Regions from separate parts of the Sus scrofa genome. Here all the other regions are linked to region 4. Evidence: chromatin contacts called from public Hi-C and HiChIP or PLAC-seq data. All regions are on one chromosome and are shown on one strand. The core of a region is the stretch at or near the end of the contact, and the rest is flanking DNA. Distances in the headings are between cores, read along the strand shown. Region 1 overlaps LOC106506610 (a long non-coding RNA gene). Region 2 overlaps LOC106506610 (a long non-coding RNA gene). Region 3 holds the start of MKKS (McKusick-Kaufman/Bardet-Biedl syndromes putative chaperonin). Region 4 holds the start of JAG1 (protein jagged-1).

The links. Hi-C and Micro-C count contacts between places; a contact is called where the count stands out from the background. HiChIP or PLAC-seq counts read pairs in DNA pulled down with a chosen protein or histone mark.
Region 1: a Hi-C map of embryonic fibroblasts shows a contact between it and region 4, with 3 times the contacts expected there. The contact joins the enhancer-like site here to the promoter of JAG1 in region 4. A contact is called at or near these places in 6 of 47 Hi-C or Micro-C datasets (alveolar macrophages, embryonic fibroblasts, fibroblasts and 3 more) and 1 of 2 datasets of contacts at active chromatin or transcription factors (skeletal muscle).
Region 2: a contact with region 4 is called in a Hi-C map of subcutaneous adipose tissue, with 1.7 times the contacts expected there. The contact joins the enhancer-like site here to the promoter of JAG1 in region 4. A contact is called at or near these places in 1 of 5 promoter capture datasets (liver), 5 of 47 Hi-C or Micro-C datasets (alveolar macrophages, fetal heart ventricle, heart right ventricle and 2 more) and 1 of 2 datasets of contacts at active chromatin or transcription factors (skeletal muscle).
Region 3: an H3K27ac HiChIP or PLAC-seq map of alveolar macrophages shows a contact between it and region 4. The contact joins the promoter of MKKS here to the promoter of JAG1 in region 4. A contact is called at or near these places in 1 of 5 promoter capture datasets (liver), 6 of 47 Hi-C or Micro-C datasets (heart right ventricle, liver, psoas muscle and 1 more) and 1 of 2 datasets of contacts at active chromatin or transcription factors (alveolar macrophages).

The regions. Positions count from the first base shown.
Region 1 is chr17:20,065,071-20,070,653 of Sscrofa11.1, forward strand. The region is part of intron 2 of LOC106506610 (a long non-coding RNA gene); the gene reads left to right. LOC106506612 (a long non-coding RNA gene) reads right to left here. Exons shown (of 3, transcript XR_002339933.1): 3 at 1,693-3,409. Among named protein-coding and RNA genes, the nearest start is that of TRNAC-ACA, 96 kb to the right of the region's middle. Within about 2 kb of position 3,266, at least 1 of the 83 cell types and tissues checked has an H3K27ac peak or open chromatin away from gene starts, as enhancers often do. A contact at or near this core is called in embryonic fibroblasts, where this site is marked.
Region 2 is chr17:20,138,076-20,143,963 of Sscrofa11.1, forward strand. All of the region lies in intron 7 of LOC106506610 (a long non-coding RNA gene), which reads left to right. The region is part of intron 2 of LOC110257380 (a long non-coding RNA gene); the gene reads right to left. Among named protein-coding and RNA genes, the nearest start is that of TRNAC-ACA, 23 kb to the right of the region's middle. Within about 2 kb of position 1,311, at least 10 of the 83 cell types and tissues checked have an H3K27ac peak or open chromatin away from gene starts, as enhancers often do.
Region 3 is chr17:19,359,555-19,364,972 of Sscrofa11.1, forward strand. It overlaps MKKS (McKusick-Kaufman/Bardet-Biedl syndromes putative chaperonin), which reads right to left and starts at 3,453. Exons shown (of 6, transcript XM_001928784.6): 1 at 2,930-3,453. It overlaps SLX4IP (protein SLX4IP), which reads left to right and starts at 4,173. Exons shown (of 12, transcript XM_021078052.1): 1 at 4,173-4,312.
Region 4 is chr17:19,627,947-19,633,671 of Sscrofa11.1, forward strand. JAG1 (protein jagged-1) reads right to left here and starts at 1,713. Exons shown (of 26, transcript XM_005672699.3): 1 at 1,117-1,713; 2 at 400-705. The coding sequence starts at 1,197.

The sequences.
Region 1 (5,583 bases), core at 2,016-4,515, 440 kb after region 4:
CATTACTCAGAATGAGGACAGAGACTGAGACTGTCTGTTTCCAGGAACAAAACTTTATTTTAAATGTCTACTTTGCTCCAGCGTTCTTATCTTGTTTTGTTTTGTCTTGTTTGTGTGAATGTGTGTTTGCATGTAACTACACAATGAAAAAAATCTTCAGATGTTTATCATCAGATTATATGGACTTACAAATTTAGAAAGAGTTACAGATTCCTCAAGGCATGAAGGTGTCTTACAAAAGGATGGGTTGTAAATGCATGTTTATTTATTTTTTCCAAGCACAAATGTAATACTTAATGTTCATTGCCAACAATTAAAGCGTTACAAAAATATTTAACAAAAATACCAGTGATAACTTCTGTTAATAATTGACAGAATACTCCAACATTTTTTTCTGTGGATTTATATACACATAATAATACTGTTACAATTTAGGGGTGCAGCCTTTTAAATGAAATTGAATCAGAATGTACATACCACAAAAGAATGGGGTATAAACAATGGACTTGCTTTTCGGATGTCTAAAACTGCTATGGACAGCTCATTCCTTTCAGAACTGGAGCATTTAGACAACTTCAGATCATTGTTTCTCATTCAAAAAAGTCACATTTTATAGACAAAAGTAACTTTATTACATTTATGTAAGTTGATTACATATAGAAAAGAGCTCATTGAATAGCTATTTTACCATAATTACTTTATTTGTATTTGTTTGGCTTTTTACAATACATATTTATATAAGATGACAATGCATTTAGCCAGAATAAAATAATTCAGTTAATTTTGAATACTACTTCCCACATGTTTAAATGGAAAAGAATGAAAATGTTTTACTGCAAAATAAGAGAGAGTTCATCTTACTGGTACTGGAATCTGATATGAAGAAAAGAAAAAATGTTAATTTAACCTATATGTAGGATTTCCTCTGTATTAAATGACTTATCTCTATATCTTTTCAGCCCTATCATCATATCAAGTGTTAATTTTCCCCTAATTTTTTATCTACATGAAGTTTTTAAAATGTATTCTGATGCTAGCATGATATAATACTGAAGGCTGAATTATAAATCAAGAGACCAGCAGCCATTATGGAGAACAGTATGGAAGTTCCTTAAAAAAACTAAAAATAGAGTTACCATATGATCCAGCAATCTTACTCTGGGTCATATACCCAGAAAACACAAAAATTCTAGTTAGAAAAGATCCATGAACCCCAAAGTTCATAGCAGCACTATTTACGATAGCCAAGATATAGAAGCAACCTCATCAACAGATAAATTGATAAATAATCTGTGATATATATATGATTATTATATATATATATATTACTCAGCCATAAAATGCAATATTACTCAGCCATAAAAAAGAATGAATAATATCATTTATAGCAATTTAGATGGACTAGAGATTATCATACTAAGTGAAATAAGTCAGACAGAGAAGGACAAATATGATATCATTGATTTGTGGAACCTAAAAAATGATACAAATAAACATATTTATAAACAGAAACAGACTCACAGACATAGAATATAATCTTTTGGTTACCAAAAGAGAAGGATGGGGAGGGACAAATTAGGGGTGTAGGATTAACAGATACACACTGCTAAATATAAAATAGACAAAGAAGGACCTGCTATGTAGCACAGGGAACCATATTCACCATCTTGCAATAACCTATAAGGGAAAACAATCTGAAAAAAAAAAAGAATTGTAAATATATTTGAATCACTTTGCTGTACACCTGAAACTAACAACATTGTAAATCAATACACTTAAAAAAAAAAAAAAGAGAGAGAGAGAGACCAGCACAAGGGCTCTAACTTGGCCATGGATTTGCTATGTGGTTTCAGGTCTAATCAGGTGATCTTCTGAGGTGTCCATTAACCTGTGCTGGAGGAATCTACAGAGGATTGAACATAACAGTGTCTAAGTCTCCTCTTGGTGTCTATCTACATTAAGTAAAAGCCTGTAGTCACTCTTGGTGTGCCTTTTACTTTGGCCATCAGAAGTTTGCCCTAGACTTTCCTCGGGACAGTACTATGTTAAAGAAAGATATTATTCTAGATTCTCCTTCCCCAGAGTCAAGCTGTTTTCATAATCACTTGGATCTGGGAATGAAGAGCTTTCCCCACAGGGGCATATGTTTTCTATTTGGAAAACAGTTCTGGGAAGGCCATTCTAATCAGGCTTGTGCACCTTCCTTTGAACTTGATGGCTCAGTAAACAAAACAATACCTCCAAACTATTCCAAACACCAGCATGAGCTGCCATCCTTGATAAGTTAGTGTGTGAATCTCTCTTTCCTTGTTGCTTTTATTGGAAGTGACATATCGTATTTCTGCAAGAAATTAAATCTGACCCACATGGAGCTCTTTTACACAGAAAATTCGAGAACATGGGTTATTGGCAGATGTAAGGTAAATAAAGAACCTTTGATGGTGTTTGGGTGCTATGAAGCGCATTCACTGCCACAGACCAGCAGTGACTACATCGTTCACAAGTGGTAAGGCTGCAATAAAGTTGTGCCATTCCTCCAAAAGTTGTGGTATTGAAATTTATACTAATCATCCTACTGCCAGTTGTATTTGTGTCTACATATCTATCTAATTGTGCTAACTTTTATGGACTATTTTACTCCTTCCCATTCCTTTTTTCTGTTACTATGGAAAGGATTGGCTTATTAGTTTGGGTAGAGGAAGAAATGATGACAGTCAATCTTCAAGTCTGAAATATGTTCTCAGGTCTGGAAAAGTGGGTTGTGAAAGAATTTTGAGCTCAATTGATTATATGTAGCAGTTTAAGTTAAACTATACTAATCTGAATCTCATGAATTGGTAGAATATGAGCTTGAAGACAAGTTAGTTCTTTATGGGGCAACAGACTTATTTACCCCGGCAATGAAAATATGACTAGTTGTATTTTGTTCAAAACTTGATAAACAATGCAATGATATTACAAGTTGAAGCATTACTTCATTTTGGATCTTCAGTATTTGATTATGAGCTGTCCTCAAATTTCTTATTTACATTTCCCGCTCACTTGTATGTGACATTCATTCATCAGGAAATTAATGAGGGCCTACTATGTGCCAGACACTTTGTCAGATGTTAGGGTATAACTATAGCTCTGAACTGACTGGAATTCTGGGAGTTATAACAGTTATATTGGTTTCCAAATAATAATTAACTTCTGAGGTTATTTGTGAAGGCCATTCTGATGACTTCAGAATGAATGAATTCAGAATGATGACTCTGAATTTTTGGCAAACATAGGTCCATCCCATGTTTTGAGAGTTGAGTGAGGTCCCCTGGAATGTTCTAGGAACCCAATCTCGGTATTTGCTAATGAATCTGGCAGTTAGTTCTCTTCATGAGTCTTAAGAGCCATGAGGTTGAAGTCTTTTCACCTATGATGAAAGAAGAGGCAACTTTGAGGGAACAAAGAAAAACCAACAATAAATTTTCCTACTCACAGTTATGCAGTTTTTCCTAAAAGAACAAGTGGAAGATCTAGGTGAAATCAGATTTGTGGTCCATAGGAGATTCTTGGATCCTGTAGAGAGGTAATCAGGAGACCGGAAACATCATGCTTCACAGAAAGTTAGGCCAAATTCTTATAAGCCTAAAAAAATTCATTTACAAACTTATTTTCTGTTTTTCCTTGTGCACATTTTGATGAGTGGTATACCTCTGGACAGGTATTCACTTCCCCTTAATTTTAAAATTTACTGGCATGAAGTTGTCATAGCCTGTTTTTTTTTTTTTTTTTTTTAAATGTCTTAGGATCTTTAGTGATTCCTTTTCATTACTGATGTTAACTATTTGTTGTTCAAATGTAATTCTTTGCCTCTTTTTCCTTCCCTCTCTCTGACCCTTTCGGGTGCTCTCTCTCTCTCCATCAGTATCACCAGGAGGATATTTTATTATTCTTTTTGAAGAGTCACCATTTAGCTTTGTATGTCAATTGTTTTAATCAGTTTCTATTTTTATGCTAATTACTTCCCTTTTCTATTTCCTTTGTATTCACTATGTTGTTCATTTTTCTAACTTCTTGACAGGGACACTTAGATGATTGACTTCTAGCTATTCTTCTTTTCTAATATATACATTTTTAATGCTATACATGTCCCTTTATAAGCACAATTTTAGTTATATTTTATAAGTTCTGATATGTCATATTTTCATTTAGTTCAAAATATTTTCTAATTTTCATGTTTTCTTTTTGACCCTCTGGGTTATTTAGAGATGTTTTGTTCTATTTAATTTCAAAATAGAGATTTTCTGTTTATCTTTTTTTATGGTCTCTAGCTTAGTTCCACTGTGTTTAGAGTACATCCTTTATATTATTTCAAGGATTTTGAAATTCAGTGAGATTTTCTCTATAGCACAAAATATTATGACTTTGGAAATGTCCATAAATATTTGAGAAAGATGCAATTTCTGAAGTTTGCAGGAGCAATGGTCTAATAGCCTGAGGTCAGGTTTGCTAATTATATTGCATGTCTGCTCTCTACTTTCTAATTTTTTGGTGTATTTATTAATTAAGACTTTTTATTACAAACTTCTGCCACTTATATCAAATGCTATTTCTACATCTATTGAAATGTTTTCTTTCTCCTTTTTTCCATTAATGTGGTAAATAATTTATATATAAATTTTTATATATAAAATTATATAAAAATATATAATTATTTCAAAAAATCAAAATAATTATATATTGATCTTTCAGATGTTAAATGAACTTTATATTTTAGTATTGATGAATTGTCTTTTTTAAAATTTGTTTAATAGTATTGTGTGCCTTTTAAATTTATGGCTTGATGTCTTTTGTCACTTAGGAAAAACTCCTAACTATTATCTTTCAAATATTGTTCGGTCACATTCTCTCTCTCTTTTCCTCTTGGGATTCCAAATACCTGTATGTTTGTTAGAAACTTTCAATATCTCCCATATGATTTTTACATTCTTTCCTGTACTTTTCATTAATATTTCCTTTCAAATGTTAGTGTGTGTATTTCTTCCTGATCTCTGTTCAGTTTCATTCATTCACTCCTCAACTTTTTACAAATGTTTTTAAAAATCATTCACTGTGTTCTTAATATTTGTTATTGCATTTTTAAAGTTCTGTACTTTTCATTTTATCTTAAAAACAATTTGTTTTATTACAAACTTCTTCCTATCTTAAAAAATTTCTTGAATATTTCACTAATACTTAATTTCATATTCGGTATCTTCATATTCAAGACATCTTGAGGGTCTGTTTCTATTATCTATTTCCTCTCACTTTTTCATCATTTTTTATGCCCTCTTTGGTATACTAGTTAAAGATTTTTTAATATAAGATATTGTATTTCATAAATTTTAGAGGTGTTTTGGAGCTCTGGCTGATTTCTATCTTTCTCCAGAGAGGATTTCTCTTTGTTTCTGGTAGACAGCGAAATTGGTCACTGACAATCCTATATCACTTTAATCCCTTTGGGAATTAAGATGATTTAAATATGGGTTCAGCCTCCATGAGGTTTGGGCTACTTCCAGTTCACCTTTCTTCCTTATGTGTGGTCTTCAAGGTACCAACCAAAGA
Region 2 (5,888 bases), core at 61-2,560, 510 kb after region 4:
TATTATTGACCCAAACATAAAAATAGGTCTTTATCCATCATCAAAGAAAAAACCCAATGTTCTGTGTTCTGCTCTGTCCCACTGTGGCTGGGGAAAGAGGCTCTTTGTCCCTTTAAGAGCTCTCAGACACATCTCCAATCACATCCTAAAAGCCTTCCTGGTTGTGCCGCTTAGGTGCATCCGGTAGCACAGCCGTGTTCCGATCTTCCTGGCAGATGTCATAATTTACTGTCACCCTCATGCAGGAATGTGGTGCAAGGGGCCCCCTCTCTGGCTCTGTGATCCATTGCCTGACAAGTCCCAGTGTCAACCTTCACCAGGCCCAGCGGACGTGGAACACCATTTACCTGATAGGGCTGGTGATAAAGTGGGCAATTAGATGCACTTGGAAAATCCTGGCTGGAAACTGGCTGGCATTTGAGAAACATTACAGCTGAGTCGGGCTTCATAAAAGTTAAAGGGGGAAAATTAAGTCTTTCACAATCTACCTTGGTCTCTAAGGAAGTCAGGAGCCCAGAGCCCTATAGCTTTATCTTTTTTTGTGTCTCCCCAACCTTTTCACTCTATTTCCCCCAGACAGGAGACAAGGTAATATATTCTCACTGGAGATGGGAATGCATGGGAGAGACTTGAGGGTTAATGTTTCAAGTTTTTGATCTCAGAGCCGTGTGTGTTATTTCCTGAGCCCTCCATTCTCCCTCTCTCTTTCTCTCTCTCTCATATACAGACACACACAGTCACAGTGCTGGGATTTAACTTGGCACATTAGCTTCCATTTGGCCTGGAGTTTCTCTAGTGTGGTGCCAGCTCGCAAGTGTGATTTACTCAACATGTCTTTGCGGGCCCCCTCTTCATGTTCTCCTCACTGGGGTGCATCAGCTTGTTACTGATTAATGAGTCTGGGAGGTGAGTGACAGTTATCTGAAGGGCTCCCCAAAGTTGGATTCAAGAGACTGGCCCATATCTCCTGCTGCATTAAAGGTAGTTAGATTTCCTGCTGATAAGAGCACATGGAAAATAACTGTGCTCGCCCCTACCCCCACCTCCAAGCTGCCAGGAGCCAATCTCTCTGTATCAGGTCTCTCTGCTGCCCTGTACCTTTGCCATTTCCCTTCAGGCTGATAAACATTTCACCAACGAGAAGTAGGAAGTACGTCGAGAGGCTGGTCCAACTTGGGGCCTCATTTGGACGTGGAGGCTTTCTGAAATTGAAAAGTCAGGACTGATCTGGAAAAATGTGCTTACAGACAGTGGAACAGGAAAACGATTTCCTCCCCAAGGCTGGTTCCGCCTCCTCTGCTGGGTGGAGAAGGTGGGAGGAAGGGACAGGGCGTTCTCCGTGCCATTGGAATTCCCCTTTAGAGTCGGAGAATATGAGCAAGCCTTTGGCTTTTATTGTGTGTGTGTGTATTCTATTTTTCACCTAAAATAATCAGCTTGCAGAGAGGAAACAGAGGTACCTCCAGGAGGTTTTTTCCATCTTTAAAAAATGATGGGCTGGTAGGCTTCTAGAGGATGCTGGTGGCTGGATGGTGGGGACCACTTAGGTTTGGTGCCTGATTATAAGGAGGACAAGGGACAGCCAAGGGCCACCGGGTGTGTCCTGGTGCCAGAACTGCTTCATTGACGTGAGAGAGGAAGAATGACTGGGTCTGCTCCCCAACATTTTGAGAGGATGTCTGGGATTCTGGGTCAAGAAAGTCACAATCCCTTTGATGAATAAACCGGCTGTTTTAGTTGTTGAAGGTTAGGGAGAGTAAGCAACAGGGAATAGCAAATGATGTAGGTAGCGTGATGTTGACGTGTTCTTCCCCCATGTGTACCATGGTCCCTCCTGTCTTCCTGTGATGCTGACAAAACAGACTCAAGTGACATTTTCCTTAGAATACCTTCTCCTGGGCTTGAAGCCTGCCTCACTTATTGTCTTTGAAGAGTACATTCGAATGAGCGGTTGACAAGATCATATTTAAAAAGGCAACTGATTATATATATATATATATATAAACATCTATATTTATAATCCCATATATATATCCATATATATATATGGATATACATCATTGTATCCATATATGTGGTAATTTCCCAAAGATCCAGGCCCTGTGGGGAGCATAACTTTCAAAGAGATGCACCTTTGTGGAGAGCCAGAGGTGCTCTACTTCTGTGCCATGAGACTTCCAGAGTTGCTATGGCAAATTGCAGGTATGACTTCAAGTCTTTACCCCTCCATCTAGCCTCCCCCTATGAAATCCCTCCCATCAGGAAATGGGGTCTATTTCCTTATCCCTTAAATTTGTCCCTGTGACTTGCCTGGACCAACAGTGGAGGTTATGCAGTGCTTGTTCTAAGCCCCGAGATGCCCTGTGTGCTTCCTCTCACTCACTCAATGCTCCTCTGTCACCACTAAGACAACATGCTTGAACACCTTGCTGGAGAGTGAGACTGGCCCAGAGCCAGGCCATCCATTTGTCCTAACTGAGGCCACCTTAAGCCAGTCAGCAGCTCACTGACCTCCAGAAATGTGAATGGGCCCATGCAAGCCCAACCTCAATGAAACTTAGAGTTTTGAGCCCAAGTTTGGGGGTGGATTGTTACGCAGCATTATTACAGCAATAAATAGCTGATGTCAGTTGCTTTCTGCCTAACATCGTGTTTCCAGGTCTCATTTCTCACCCAGATTGCTGATTTTTCTTCACTATAAGCACATTCCATCAAGGCCCTGGTTGGGCAGAGAATGAATGGAAGGTCTGTGGCTTCTTTTTCAACATTTGTATGCCCCCCTCCCCCTTTTGCTTTACCTTAATTCTTTCTTCCCCCATACCTACCACTTACCACCAGAACGCTTTGTTTTTCTAGGGGATTTTAAATCAACACCAGACAACCTTGGCATTAGCAGGGAAGTTCTCTCTATTCTTTACAAGCATTTTTTTTTTTTTAATTTTGGATTCCTTCTGACATCTGACAGAAAGAAACACAAGCAAAAAATAAACAAATCTGTGACACATCAGGTGGTACTTAGTGCTGTGGAGAAAAAAAATCAGCAGCAGAAGCCAATTACAGAGTGTATGGGGGAAAAGGGGGGGGGAAGGAACACACTGCTTCATAAAGGATCATCAGACAAGTCTTCTCTGAAAAGGAGATGTCTGAAGTAATGTTGGGTGAATTTAATTTTTCTAGAGCATATTTAAGTGGGAGGAGAGAAACAAAGACATTACCTTCCTGATTATCCACTTCAAGGACCGACATGGAGACATAAAGAATCATGACGGTTTACCCAGGAAAGTGCTATATTCATCTGTGGTCACCATGGGAAGGAGACAACACTGCAGGGCCTGCAACCCTTCACATGCTTCACCCTTTAGTATCAGGCTTATAATAAGCACCCGTTGGGATTGGAATCTAGAGAGCCAGATTCTCACATCTGTACTGCCATAAGGAAATCTGTGACCTTGGCACAGTCATTTATTTTCTCTGGGCTGGATTTTTCTCATTTGTCAAGTAGGGGCTTGAATTTGATGCACTGTAAGGAAACTATCAGATCTGACATTCTATGGTTTCACAAGTTTGTACAGCTGGGATTGCCCTGGGCTTTGAAGGGGGAAAAAAAAGGAAGTATGATAATAATATTGCCCTTCCCGCAGTCACTTATAATCATCTTGAATTCTTCATGAAGATGAAAGAGATAGAAATAATCATGCAAGGTTGTAGAAAACCATACATGTTAGAGCAATTGGAAGAACATCCTTTTTCTCCCTGACCAAGTCCACCTACCCTCTGCCCCAAATCTGGAAGTAACAAGTCTGCTTTTTCACAAATTTTCCTAAATCTTAGAGCTTTGGTCCTTTGTTGTACCAGGTTCTAATTTCAAAGGATGGTGCAAGACTTGGCTATCAAAGTTTCTATACATCTCCTATTTGGGCTCGGGCATGTTCCTGGGTGATAGGGCCATTGCTGGTGGTAATTTTGGATGAGAGGGCGCCTACAGTGACTTTCCACTCATTCTCTGCCCAACCAGGGCCTCAATGGAATGTGCTTATGGTGAAGAAAAATCACGGCAAACCTTGGCTCATCTATATGCAACAAAATGGTCCTCTGATGTTTGTAGAAAGGGGCAAGGCTGCTGGGTCTTGACTTTTCCTGGGTGGCAGAACCCTTGATATGGATGATGACCATACAGGTGACAAGAACATCACAAGCTTGATAAAGATTCACATGATATGTGAGCTGAGGGAAAGGCTAGTTGGCAAGGAGGAACAAGGCCAGGATGGGGAAGAATGCTTGAGTCAGAAAGAGGCCAGCTTCTAGAGGAAGAGCTGGCAGCCAAAGCCCGCCTGCCTGAGTCTGGCACAGTATATTCCCTCAATTCTTGACGTCAATACTGTCAAGGTTAGAGCGTGACCAAGGGCTGGAACTGCACAGAAAACGTCATGTATGAGACAGGGAAGGGGAGGAAGGGAGGCTGCAGTAGTCGGGGAGGGGCAGGTCTTCCTGCAGGGCTATTTTCACAGCATGATTAGGACAAGGGAACAAGGAAATATAATTTTGTAGAGAAAAATTGTAAAAGAGACAAAGCATCACCATCACGTACACACACAAACGTAGACACAAACACCCACCCACCCACACACACGCAAATGTGCACAGAATATTGACTGCAAAGAAATGATTCTATTTTCATCCTATTGCCACAATGAGCTGGTTCTCTCCAACTCTTGACTTCTGTCTTTTCACTGTTTCTTTTTTGACTACTTGGAAAATATCTGCGAGTTGTTAATGACTTTTGACAATTTCCTACAGGGCATTGGTTACAAATGGGTGTTCTGGAGCCAGACATCTTGAGACAAAACCCCAGGATCCATCACTTCCAAACTTTGGTCTGGATACTTTATCTCCATATTTCTTAGCTTTGTCATCTATAAAGTGGAAATAATAAGAACTTACAACTCATAAAACTGTTATGAGGATTATGTAAGATAGTGCTTGTGAAGCACATATAAAATCAGTATCTTATTTACTATATATTTTTCAACTCAAATAAAAATGCAGCAATTTCTGAAGATCCAGTAACATGCAAGAAAAATGGATGGAGGTTGTGAGAGGTGAAAAAAGCCATCCTTTACAAAGTAAGGAGGAAGCCATCTATATGTAAAAAAATTGAAAAGATAATATTTAAGACAAAATAGAAAATAGATATAATCAAATAGAAATATTGACTAAATAGAAGGATAGCAGCTGGATCCTCTTTCAGAATGTTTAAAAATGAAAAAGTTTATTGAAAATACATTTTAAGTGAGAAAAGAGAATCCCCTACATTCTTTGATTTAGATAGCACTTTGTACGTCACCTAGTTCAAGTTTTTGCTTATTACAGGAATCATTTTTTACAACCTCTCTGTCAGCTTTTCAGCCAGTGAGTGATCATTTCATGTGGCTCATCATTCACTCACTCATGAAGCAATCTGTTCCATTTCTGAACAGCTCTAACAGGAAAGATGAGCAAAGGCTACCTGGAGAAATATTTATGGCAGAAAGGACAAAAGGATTAATACTGACAACATATGAAGAGCACAATTGCTGTACTTCTGTTTCTAATAATAGTATATTGATTTATTTGTATCAGTCTTTCTGCTGAAAATGAGAAAACTCAATAAAATAATTTAAAAGAGTTCTTATAAAGTGTCAAAGAAATGATAAAATAGTAAGGATTTATAGGTCAAAATTGTAGGGAACGATGCAAGCTAAGAGGTGAGCAAAAGACAATTTGATTTTGTCCTGAAGGCAGTTGCCCAAACTGACACATGTGAACTTTGGTTTTGAGAACTTTCAAGAAGATAGAGGAAAGAAATGAAACCCAGAGCTTCTTAGCCTATGGAATAATCAACTTCATGA
Region 3 (5,418 bases), core at 2,203-4,702, 270 kb before region 4:
TCTAAAGCAACTGTAAGAAGCAACATTACTTGCTGGGAAAGCCATTTGAATCTTTGGAAATGCTCATGCATCAATATTATTTTCTTTATATATACTTTCTCTGAACCACAATGAAGTTAGGTTTTCCTTTAAAAATTATACTTCATCACTATTTCTTTTTTTAGGGCCACACCTTCAGCATATGAAAGTTCCCAGTCTAGGGGTCGAATTGGAGATGCAGCTGCCAGCCTACACCACAGCCACAGCAACACAGGATCGGAGCCCAGTCTGCAACTTACACTACAGCTCATGGCAACGTTGGATCCTTACCCTACTAAGCAAGGTCAGGGATCAAACCTGAGTCCTCGTGGATACTACAGTTGGGTTTGTTACCATGGAGCCACAACCAGAACTCCCTTTGTAACAACTTTAACAGAAGAACCAAACCACAGTCCTTAAACATGCAAAAGAATTCAGACTCTGCATTCTGACAGGATGTAGTGATGTTGTTTCATCCAAGATGGATTTCTGCATGGCTTCCAATTCTAGCAAAAGAACCGTGACTTGGACTCTAGGAATTAATGCCATTTCCACATCTGTGTGCAGAACCACTGTACTTTAGAGTGTTTACCCTTATCACTAATAGCTATACCCTACAGGGGTTACAGTTTTGATCTAACCCATTTTATTTTTGACACAAGGCTGTTGTCAATTAACACAGTGCCTGCTACGTAGGCTGGACTCAGTGACTGTTAGCTATTCTTTTTATTCTGATTACCTCAAAAGTAAAAAACATTACTAGAGTCAAATCTGAGCGTAAAAAGACCAGGATAGGTCTGGAATGACTAAGGGAAGTGGGTCCATAAACTATAGGCAGTTCCAGTTAGTTGATATTTGAATAAAAACACTCAGATTCTCAAGAAAGAGGTTCTGAGGTCTTCGGAGCTATTCTGATTAGAGGCCAGCAGATCTGTAATCAGATTCCAGGATGTTATAAAAAAAAGATAACAGGGGGAGTTCCCTTTGTGGCTCAGTGGTTAACAAACCCGACTAAGATCAATGAGGATTTGGGTTTGATCCCTGGCCTTGCTCAGTGGGTTAAGGATCTGGTGTTGCCGTGAGCTGTGGTATAGGTTGCAGAGGCAGCTGGGATCCTGCGTTGCTGTGGCTGTGGTGTAGGCCAGCAGCTACAGCTCTGGGCCTGGGAACCTCCATTTGCCATGGGTATCACCCAAAAAAGCCAAAAAAAAAAAAAAAAAAAAAGACAACAGGCTCCTAAACTGAGGGCCAGGAAAGCTAATCACGAAGGAAACTGGAAAACTCAAGGGCAGAGCAAAACAGCAAAGACAGGGTGATTATCCCCTATCTGTTTTTCTGATAATAGTTAATAAAGTTAAAGTTACCAAGAGATTAAATATGACTCCTAGTGTGATGAAGCTTTGAGTAATGATGGGCTCCAAATTCTAACCTCCACAACTTAACAATTTTAAGCACAGTACTTCTTTCCTGACTTGATTTCACCAGTCTGTAGCATGGGGCTACATGAGGATTCTTATGTATTTCTCTTTAATATAAATCATATATAAATATAGGCCCTTCTGGAGATTCCTGTGGGACTAAAGCTCCTGGGAATACTGAGACAGACGTTAACCCCCTTCAGGATTGACTGGCTGAAAAGGGTCAAAGTCACGCCTTCTTCCCAGAGCAATGGGTATCTAATGACTGATCAGTGCAGGAGTATAAAGGTCCAGCCCTTCCTTCCAACATGGGCTGACTGTGACTTTCTTTCATTTTTTTTTTGGCCAACCTGAAGCATATGGAGTTCCTGGGCCAGAGATCATCAGAGCCGCAGTTGTGTCCTATGCTGCAGCTGCAGCAACACAGGATCCGTAACCCACTGTGCTGGAGTGGGGATTGAACCTGCGTTCCAGTGCTCCAGAGAAACAGACCATCCCATTAGCTACAGCAGGAACTCCTGGGCTGACTTTAAGGGTCAATCCAGGCCCAGAGTTTTTGTGCGCCTGGTGGAGGCCATCCTTGGGATCACCCTGGAGCTCATCTTTTCCTATATACCCAATCCTGCTTTTCTTCCTTAGCAAGATCCAAAAAGTCATCCCTAATAAACGTCCTGCCCACAACTCCTTAGGGTCTGCTTCTCAGGGAACTCAATCCCGCACAATCTGGAAACCTCTTGTTCACTTATCAATGTGGACATTTATCGTTTTCCCGCCCATCATTGACTATAAGCTCCATGTGGGCAGGGACCATGTCTATTTTGGTCACTGCTATATCTGCTAACTCAGCACAGTGTGACAAATACGAATATAAAGTGATGGTGTTCATTTACAAATGAATGAAACCGCCAGAATAGAGGCTCTGTAGCCTCTGAAACAGCAACAGGATTTGGGGAAGATACAATTTGGGAGGAGGATGCATATGACCTCAGAGGGTCTCCACCTCAAAAAGATTTCCATCCCCAGAACGTCCAAAGCCCCGAGTCCTCCTTCTGCTTTCAGAGTTGGTACTACCACGCTGTGTAAAGGTCAAACATCTACTTCCACGTCAGAGGGCGGCTCTCACCTCCCAGACACAGGTGAGGCAGCGCAAGTGCAATCGGTGCTTTCACTGGGACATTTTTCCGTCTACTTTACAGTGTGGTCGCACAGATGGGAGACGGAGAGGGTCTACACCGGCAACTCTACCCAACCACTGGAACACCTCCTCGCGATTCATATTCCTTCCTGCAGCAAATCATCACTGCCCATAGCTGTTTTAAAGGTAAAATTTTGGCTTTCTACGGAGCCAGCCTACTCCTTGCCCCCGCTCCCAACTATCCTTCAGTGACACCAGTGACCTTTCTGAGCAGGGAGGAGCCACCCAAATGCCCCCCATCCCTTTCTTCGGCCAGGTAGAGAGCTGGCATTTTCACCGGCGGATCCAGCGTTCTCACCTGCGCACCGACCGCTGCGCCGCCTCCGGCCGCCGCCACTACCAGCAGGACCCAGACACCGAGACCCACTCACCCGCCGCCGCCTGTCCAGGCAACTGGTGCCCCGCGCTTAGAGATGGAGCATGCGCAATTCTGCGGGTGGCGCCGGCTCCGCTTATATTATGCTCTTCCGGGTTTTAGTGACACTCCCAGCCCAGAACGCGGTGGGCCGGACCAGAAGGGAAAGGGTGCGGAGCTTACTGTCAATCTCAGCAAATAGTTGAAACTGAAAAACTTAAATAACAGATCGAATGGACTTAAAGCACAGCATCTTCCATAAGGCGCGCGCTTAAGAGGTTCTTTTTATGAAAACGTGATCAACAGTTCTCCGCGGCTCCGAGGCTTCCCCGATTTGACCAATTCCAAAGCGCCGAATTCTGTCGTTCCTCGCCAATTCCCCGCCTTCCTTTGTGGCTGCCTGGAAAACCAGGAGAAAAGGAATTGACAGTGACCTCTTCTCTGGATGGGGTTGCAGAGTAGTCATGCGCAGAGCGAGCCCGTGGCGCTCAATTTAGCAGCTTCTGCCCTTAGTCCTCTTTCTGGGGGCTTTACGGGGAAGTCGGGAGCGTTCTAATTCTGTGCCCTTCAGCAGTTAGATAATTTCCGCGCTATCTCCCATCTTGCTTTTTAGATCGAGGACAAAACTTGTATTCTCCTGTCCCATTCAAAAGGATTGTTGAATAAATTTTGTTTATGGCGATTTAAAAATTTATCCGGCATTGTGAAAGCCACCTTTACTTTCCAACCTGTGTTTTCCCTGCTTTTCTCTATCGAAGTTTCGGGGGAATAGTCCCATCCTTGTGCTAGTAATTTTCCAGTGTCAAGAAGCACTCTGAACTACAGAAATGTTCACTTTATTTTTTCCTCGATCACCCCAGCCGTCTAGCAATGTGGGTACTGTAATTCTTCACCGGTCAATCGTGTTCATGTCGTTCTCAGCCTCTAAATAGACGTCCTTTGCCGCCATTCTTGTTTTGGGCTGTATTGAAAGCCGTGAGGTCCTGAGCGGAGGCCATTTTTCTTTTGGGCAGATCTCTCGCGCTCTCTGGGGCCTCGCTTAGTGTTTCGTCGCCATCTTAGATCCTGGTTGTGGCTTCAAGCCCATCGTGAGGCTACCCAGCTCATCTTGTGTTTGGGCGGCGGCTGTTTTCCTCTGCGCGCGCAGGCAGTCTCTGGGAAGCGGAAAGTAAGGCGGAAGCACGAATCCCCAAGCTTCTAAAGATTGGCTTGAGAGCCTGCTGCTGTTTCAGTCTGAGTTTGCACAGCCAGGTACTACTTCATCAGTGACCCTGGAGAGTAACAAAACAAATAAAAGCCCGAACCCAAACCCTGTCACCATCATAGGTAAGAACTTGGAAATCCTGACCACCTAAGATGTTCCTTCACTTGAACTAAACTGTTTGCCCATCTCCTCTCCCCCTTTGGTGTTTTCCCTTTGATTATTGAACCTTTTCTGAATCCTTCTCCCTATGCTTCCACCTCTCTCCACTGTCTTTGAAGAGCTAAAAAGTTGTTAAACCTAAGGGTTCGGGAAGCCTGGGCTTTACAGTGAAAGTGTTGGTCTGGAAAATTACTTTTTTTGAGGAATAAAATGAAGTACAACGAATGGGCCAGGTGTTTGTTTCAACATCTATGTGTACAAATAGATTACCCTTCCCAGACATTTTTTTGGGGTTGTGACAAACAATTCAGATGGTGTTTGTGTATACTTCTCATTGATTCATTCAGTACATTTGTTGAGTACCTAGTGTGTACTAGGTCATAAAGATTATGCGGTAAATTCAAACAAACAAACAAAATGGGATCTTTTATCTCATTATATCTCTTTGACAGTTACTCAGGGCAAGTAAAAGTATTCTATGGTTCTTAGAACCGCTACACTGTACAAACAAATATTTGCTTGCTCTTTCTGCTCCCCTGCCCCTTTATTTCCTGGACTAGAAATAAATGGTGTCGATACTTATTTCTTGGATTCTAGACATAACTATATTTGTAGGCCAACTGGCTAATTTTACAACCAATATTCAAATTACTTAAGGCCTTTTGCTCCAAGTGTGGTCTATCAACCACATCAGCATCACCTGGGAGCTTGTTAGCAACACAGTCTTACTCCATCCCAAGGCCCACTGAGTCAGAATCTTCCTTAAGAAGTGCACCTCGGGAGTTCCTGTTGTGGCTCAATAGATTAAGACCTCAACTGGTATCCAGGAGGATGCGGGATCCTTAGCCTCTCTCAGTGGGTTAAAGGATCTGGTGTTGCCATGGCCTGCAGTGTAGGCTGCAGAAGCCGCTCAGATCTGGTGTTGCTGTGGTGTAGGCTGGCAGCTGCAGCCCCTATTCAGCCCCTGGCCTGGGAGCTTCCATATGGCACAGGTGTGGTCTTTAAAAAAAAAAAATTTGCAGCTTAAAGTTCCAAGAGCAGGGATTCCCACCATGGACTAAAAGCAAAG
Region 4 (5,725 bases), core at 463-2,962:
GGTGCCAATTTGGACGGCGTTCGAAGGCCAGAATTGTGCAGAGCCGCCTTCCACTGCGCATCAGGTTTAATTGGTTGAGCAAAGATCATCTATAATGACCTCCTGGCTCGGGCGGCTACTCTGGGGCCTTCAAGTTGCAAGTTTCAACCGGCCTTCCTGGGAGCCTCGCCCCACAATCCCCTCTGGGGTCTCACTTGTGTGCTCTTAGCAAAAAGGACTGGGACTGGGGCCTGCTGAGATCTAGCTACACAGTCTCAGCTCCCTAACACCCCACCCCAAAGACGTCCTGGGTTAATGCCGAGTTTCCAGCCAAGGCGCTGTAAATCCCTCTCCTCTCTCAAGAGAAATCAGGGTTCCGCTCGCGGGTGCGGACCCCAGGCCGGCCCGGCAGTCACTCACCGGCCAGGCGAAACTGAAAGGCAGCACGATGCGGTTGCGTTCGTTGCCGCGACTGGCCTTGAGGTTGAAGTTGTTGCCCCCGATGACAGGCGTGGACCCCGAGCCGAAGCTGCAGGGCCCCCCGGCCGTAACGCGCCACTGGTACTCCTTGAGGCACACTTTGAAGTACGTGTCACACTCGTCGCGGGAGCACTTGCGGTCCCCTGGGTTCCGGGCGCCGCCGCAGCAGTTCCCGTTCTGCAGCTCCCCATTCACGTTCTGCATGGACAGGATCTCCAACTCGAACTGACCGGAGGCCCAGCACACCTGCCGGCAGGGGAGGGAGGGAGGTCAGCACAGGGGAAAGTTGTTTTCTTCGAGGGTGGAAGTGGAGACTCCTTCCCCGCCCGCCCCGACGAGCCCTTGGCGCCAAGTGAAGATAATTTTGCAAAACTGGGTGCAAGGGCTTAACGTGATTCCCGGGCTTAGGAGGCTGGAGTGTGGGAGAAATCCGACACGACTGTTCCCGGGGAGCAAGCAAGCCCTGCCCAGCCTGGGGGTACATTTAGGAGCCCAGGGGCTCCTACAGCCCAGGTGCAGCCTCTCGGGCGTAGGGGCCCAGGCAGGAGCAGGAGCCCTGGGGCTCCCGAGGCTGCTACAGGCGCTCAATCGCAGGCGTCCAGGCGCCGCGAGGGAAACGAGAGGGCGGGCTGGGAGGGGGGCCGGGTAGACTCCTACCTTGGCTCGCAGGGCGCAGAGCAAGGCGAGCAGGAGGCTCAGGGGGCGCCCGGGCCGGCCGCGCGTCCGTGGGGACCGCATCGCTGCACCGCGCGCCGCGGGCACTCGGGACGCCGCCGCCGCCGCTGCTGCTCGCGCTGGTGCTGCCGCTGGTGTTGCCGCCGGTGCTGCCGTCGCCGCTGCCCCTGCGGCCGCCGCGTCCGGGCTCTAATATACTCCGCCGATTGGAGCATGCACGACTGGAAAACAACACCACTTTTCAAAAGCCCTTTCAAGAGCGGCCCGTTCCAGAAGGCAAAGAGCCCGGCCTCCTTTTATTATTCTGATCGCTTCTTTGAGGCGCTCCCCCTCCTCTTCCACCTCCCGGCTTTCTTTCCTTCTCTCGCGCTCCCCTTCTTTTATTATTATGATTATGCGCAGCCTTTTATTCCCTTTCAGATCAGCTGCTCAGAAAGGAGGGAGGGAGGGGAGGAAGGAAAAAAAATAAAAAAATAAAAACCCGAGCCCAGCTCGCGGCCCGGCCGCAGGTAACACAATGACGCGTGCCCGCCCGGCTCTCGGAGAGGGACTCAGAGAGCCCGTCTGGGAGCCGCGGCTGGGGCTGGCCACCTCTACCCAGCGCGCAGGACAGGCGCATGCGTGCTTATTAATATTCATGAGGGGCGTGACCACCAGCGACACGCCCCTTCCCTCCCAAAGGATGGGGAGGGGGAGTACTGGAAAGAACTTAGAAGGGGTTGAGGGTGGGAGACGCGCAGGGCCACGTAGACGTCTGAGGGCCCAGCGTAGACCCCTGCCCTCGGGTGTTTGGGTCCAGGCGGGAAGAAGGGCAGGAGGCTGGAAGGAACATGAAGGCTCCGTTGCTCAGGGACGCGCGGGGCCAGTTTGACGCCCAGGGCCCCCTGCGCGGACCGCCCCCTTGGGCACCTCGCGCCGAGCGCCTCTGGCCTCCTGTCGGAGCCCCAGGTGTAGGCGCCTCGGCACTGCCTGAGCGATCGGAGCGGGGCGGCTTCCGCCTTCCGTGCTGCCTGCGTCAGCCGCGGCTTTCGCCCCTGTAGGAGGGCCTGCCCTCCGGGAGCCCGGCCCGCTTCCCGCGAGCGAGTGAGCAAGCCGCCCAGAGCGCGCAGCTGGCGGCAGAAGCGGCGGCGGCGAGGCTGGCGCGCTGGCCGCCGTCTGCTTGCCGGGCAGAGGCGACCTGGGCAGGCGCTGCTGGGAACTTTGAAAAACTTTCCCGGAGCCGAGCTGGCCGCAGATTCGAGGGGAAGCCTCGGCCGCGCCCCACCCCCTCCCAAATCCGAGTCTGCGGAGCCTCAGAGGGCTCCCAGCTTCCTTTCCAAACCGCGCCGGGGCAGAGGAGGGGAAGCCAGACGAGGCCAGAGGGCAGCGGGCACGCGGGGGTCCTGCCCAGGCAGAGATGCTGATGGGCTAGGGCTCGCACCCTCCCGGTCCCGCCGCCCAGGCCGCAGTGCCTGAATTGCACCTGTAGGCGGCCTCCGAGCAGCTCTGGGTGGCCAGAGAGCTTGGAAGGGACTGTCTCACTGCCAGAGCCTGGCAGCAGAACTTAGCTTCTCTGGGGTGGCAGTGGAAACTGATGCTATTTTCTACCTTGAGGCGAGCCTCGCAATTAACAGCGACACTCTCGGTCATAACCAAGGTCAAAGGGAAACCTGCAGGTTGGCCGACGCCTCCACCAAGCCCTCTAGGCGGACCTACTGCTGTGTTTGAGGGAATCTCTTTAGAGAAAAAAAGGTTAATTTCCACTGAAAGGTGGACAAAGTTTTGGCCCCTCTGTTGGCTACGTCCTGCCGAAAAAAAGTGATTCTTCAGGGGCTGGATGATGGCTGGATGTGAAGCATGATGGGCTGCAGGGGTCAAGGGAAAGTATTTTCCAACATGCTGAGTTAGAGAATAAAAGGGTGGTTATTTACTTACTACATTTCATGGGTGGGTCAATATGGGCAGTATTTTCAGTACTAGATCTCATCCCACCAGGGAATAAAATAAGGCAGCTAACTGACCTCTGTGTTGCCTTGGTTCAAAGTCACCAAGGATGGCTTAGGAATCTTGGCATTTTAAGGATGCAAGAAATGCTCCTAAGAAAGGCACCTTCTCAATGTATCCCATCTTGATCATTGGTGAAAGAATTAGTCCATATTTGGGAAGGGACATATCCAAGAGCAGGATAAGTCTGCAGCTGCCATAAACAGACAATCTGGGTGTTTCCTCTTAACTGACCCCAGTCCCGGTCCCTCCCCCCATTTTCTTGAGTACTAGGCATCCAGTTGTCAAATATAATTTCACCTAGACTTCTCTCACCAACTCTCAAACCAATCTCTCCTACCACCCCCAGTTTTCCCAGAATGGGGTGCTAAATAATGGTTTAAAAGCAAATGCTGGTTCTAGAAAAAAAAATTATGATGGCTGTTGAGGCCTTAAAATACACACTCCTTAGAATTCCACCTGTTGTAACCTATTTCAATTCTGCGCCCTGTGATCTGTTTGTCTCACACCCCTCAGGAAGAATCCAGGTCGTTAGCTGAAGAGTTTAGATCCAGCCACCTGACTTAATTTGAGAGGGCTACCTGAGAGGTGTTCCAGGTAGGGATATGGTGAGCATGTAAGCCAAGGTCGGCTCCAAGCCACAGGTGAATTTAGCCCACTTAATAACAAGAGAACATAGATTTCTAAGGGAGTGGATTCTATCTGATTAACCCAAACAGATGTCAGATCACTAATTAACACAAAATTCTCATGCCATAGAGCATGGTGCCCCTCACCCTTCCTGAGCCTGGGGACCCACTTTTAGAGAAAACAGTTGTGGGTGAGAGGGAATTCTTTGAAAAATTTTCAGTTGGGGCCCTTGCAACTAGTTGGTACTCCCCCAAAAAGCCAGTCACGTTTACCACAGCAGACATCAAGTGAAAACTCTGCCCTCTACTTCTTCACAGTGGTTCCCAACCTCCCTCCCTGGAGAATGAGGAACTACTGCAGAAAAAACTCAAATATGCAGACTCCCCCTTGGCCAGTTTGCATCCTGCCTCTGGGTGTAGCTTATATTAAGTGACCATTTCAGAACAATATTCCTGTGAAAACTGAGGTTAGCCATCACACCTACACCTGTGAGAAGTTGGCCGGTTCCTGTCTGGCTTGTTTCATGTGCTCAAATCATAACCGTCTTTGAGCACCTTTTTTATTTTTTTTTTAGAGTGTAGTTGATTTATAGTGTTGTCAATTTCTGCTGTACAGCATAGTGACCCAGTCATATATATGTACGTATGTATATATATATATGCATTCTTTTTCTCATCTTCCCTCAAGTTCTACCCCAAGAGATTAGACACAGTTCCCTGTGCTGTATAGCAGAACATAATTGCTTATCCATTCTAAATGTAGTAGTTTGCATCTACCAACCCCAAACTCCTTTACCTTTTTTAATTTTAAAAAGAAGCTGCTTTGGAGCTCCAGTCATGGCTCAGCAGTTAGCGAACCTGACTAGCATCCGTGAGGACTTGGGTTCGATCCCTGGCCTTGCTCAGTGGGTAAAGAATCTGGTGTTGCCGTGAGCTGTGGTGTAGGTCACGGATTCGACTCAGATCCCTCATTGCTGTGGCTGTGGCACAGACTGGCAGCTGCAGTTCCAATTAGACCCCTAGCTTGGGAACCTCCATATGCCAAGGGTGTGGCCCTAAAAAGACGCACACATTCACACACACAAAAGACGCTGCTTCATTTTTCTCTTTCCACAAAACTCACCCTACCTTTACAGTCATCAACAAACAGCAGTGCTAAATGCTTCCCCTCACCAAGGCTTAATAAAAGATCTTTATTTAAATACACTTAGTTGACTTCAATCCCTGGTTAATCGACACTGTGGTAAAAATCAGCAAATCAACATTGATTGAAAACTTCATGACATGCAACAACATGGATGATCTCAAAAATAGCACAGTGAGTGAAAGAAGCCAGAGACACAAAGTTCTACATCCTGTGTGAATCCATTTGCATGAAGTTCTAGAACAGGCAGAACTAATCTATGGTCAAAAAATATTGAAAGAATGATTGCTTGGGGAGACAAGAGGGTGGAGAAGAGTTGGGGTGGACTGGAAACCTCTTCTGGGGGAGGGAAAAGGGTCTGTCTCTTGATAAGAGTTTAGGTTACACAGGTGTATATGCTTGTCAAAATCCATTAGTGCACTTAAGATTGGTGCATTTCACAGTATGTTCAAAAGTGAAAAAAAATTTAATATTCAGCTTTAGTTATAGGAGTATTGAAGAATTCAGAGGGGAGAGAAATGATATTTGCAGCTTGGAAAAGCATAAAAAATTAGAGGGACTGATGGATGGCTAGGACATCTAAAATAGCCTTTAAAATCTTCCTTTTTCTTTGAACGTGATGGAGAAGTGAATGCAAGTTCATCAGCCCTCTTCTACGGAAAAGCAGATATCTTCCTGCCCCTTTCCAGCTGAAACAAAGGATGCCTCCACATCCTACTAACTCTCTATGTATAACCAGCTCAGAAAATGTAAGCCTCCGTAAACTCTGCCTAGCCAGTTCCCCAAAAAGCACAGCCACATCTGTGGATTATTCCTATTCTTCCACATCACAAGG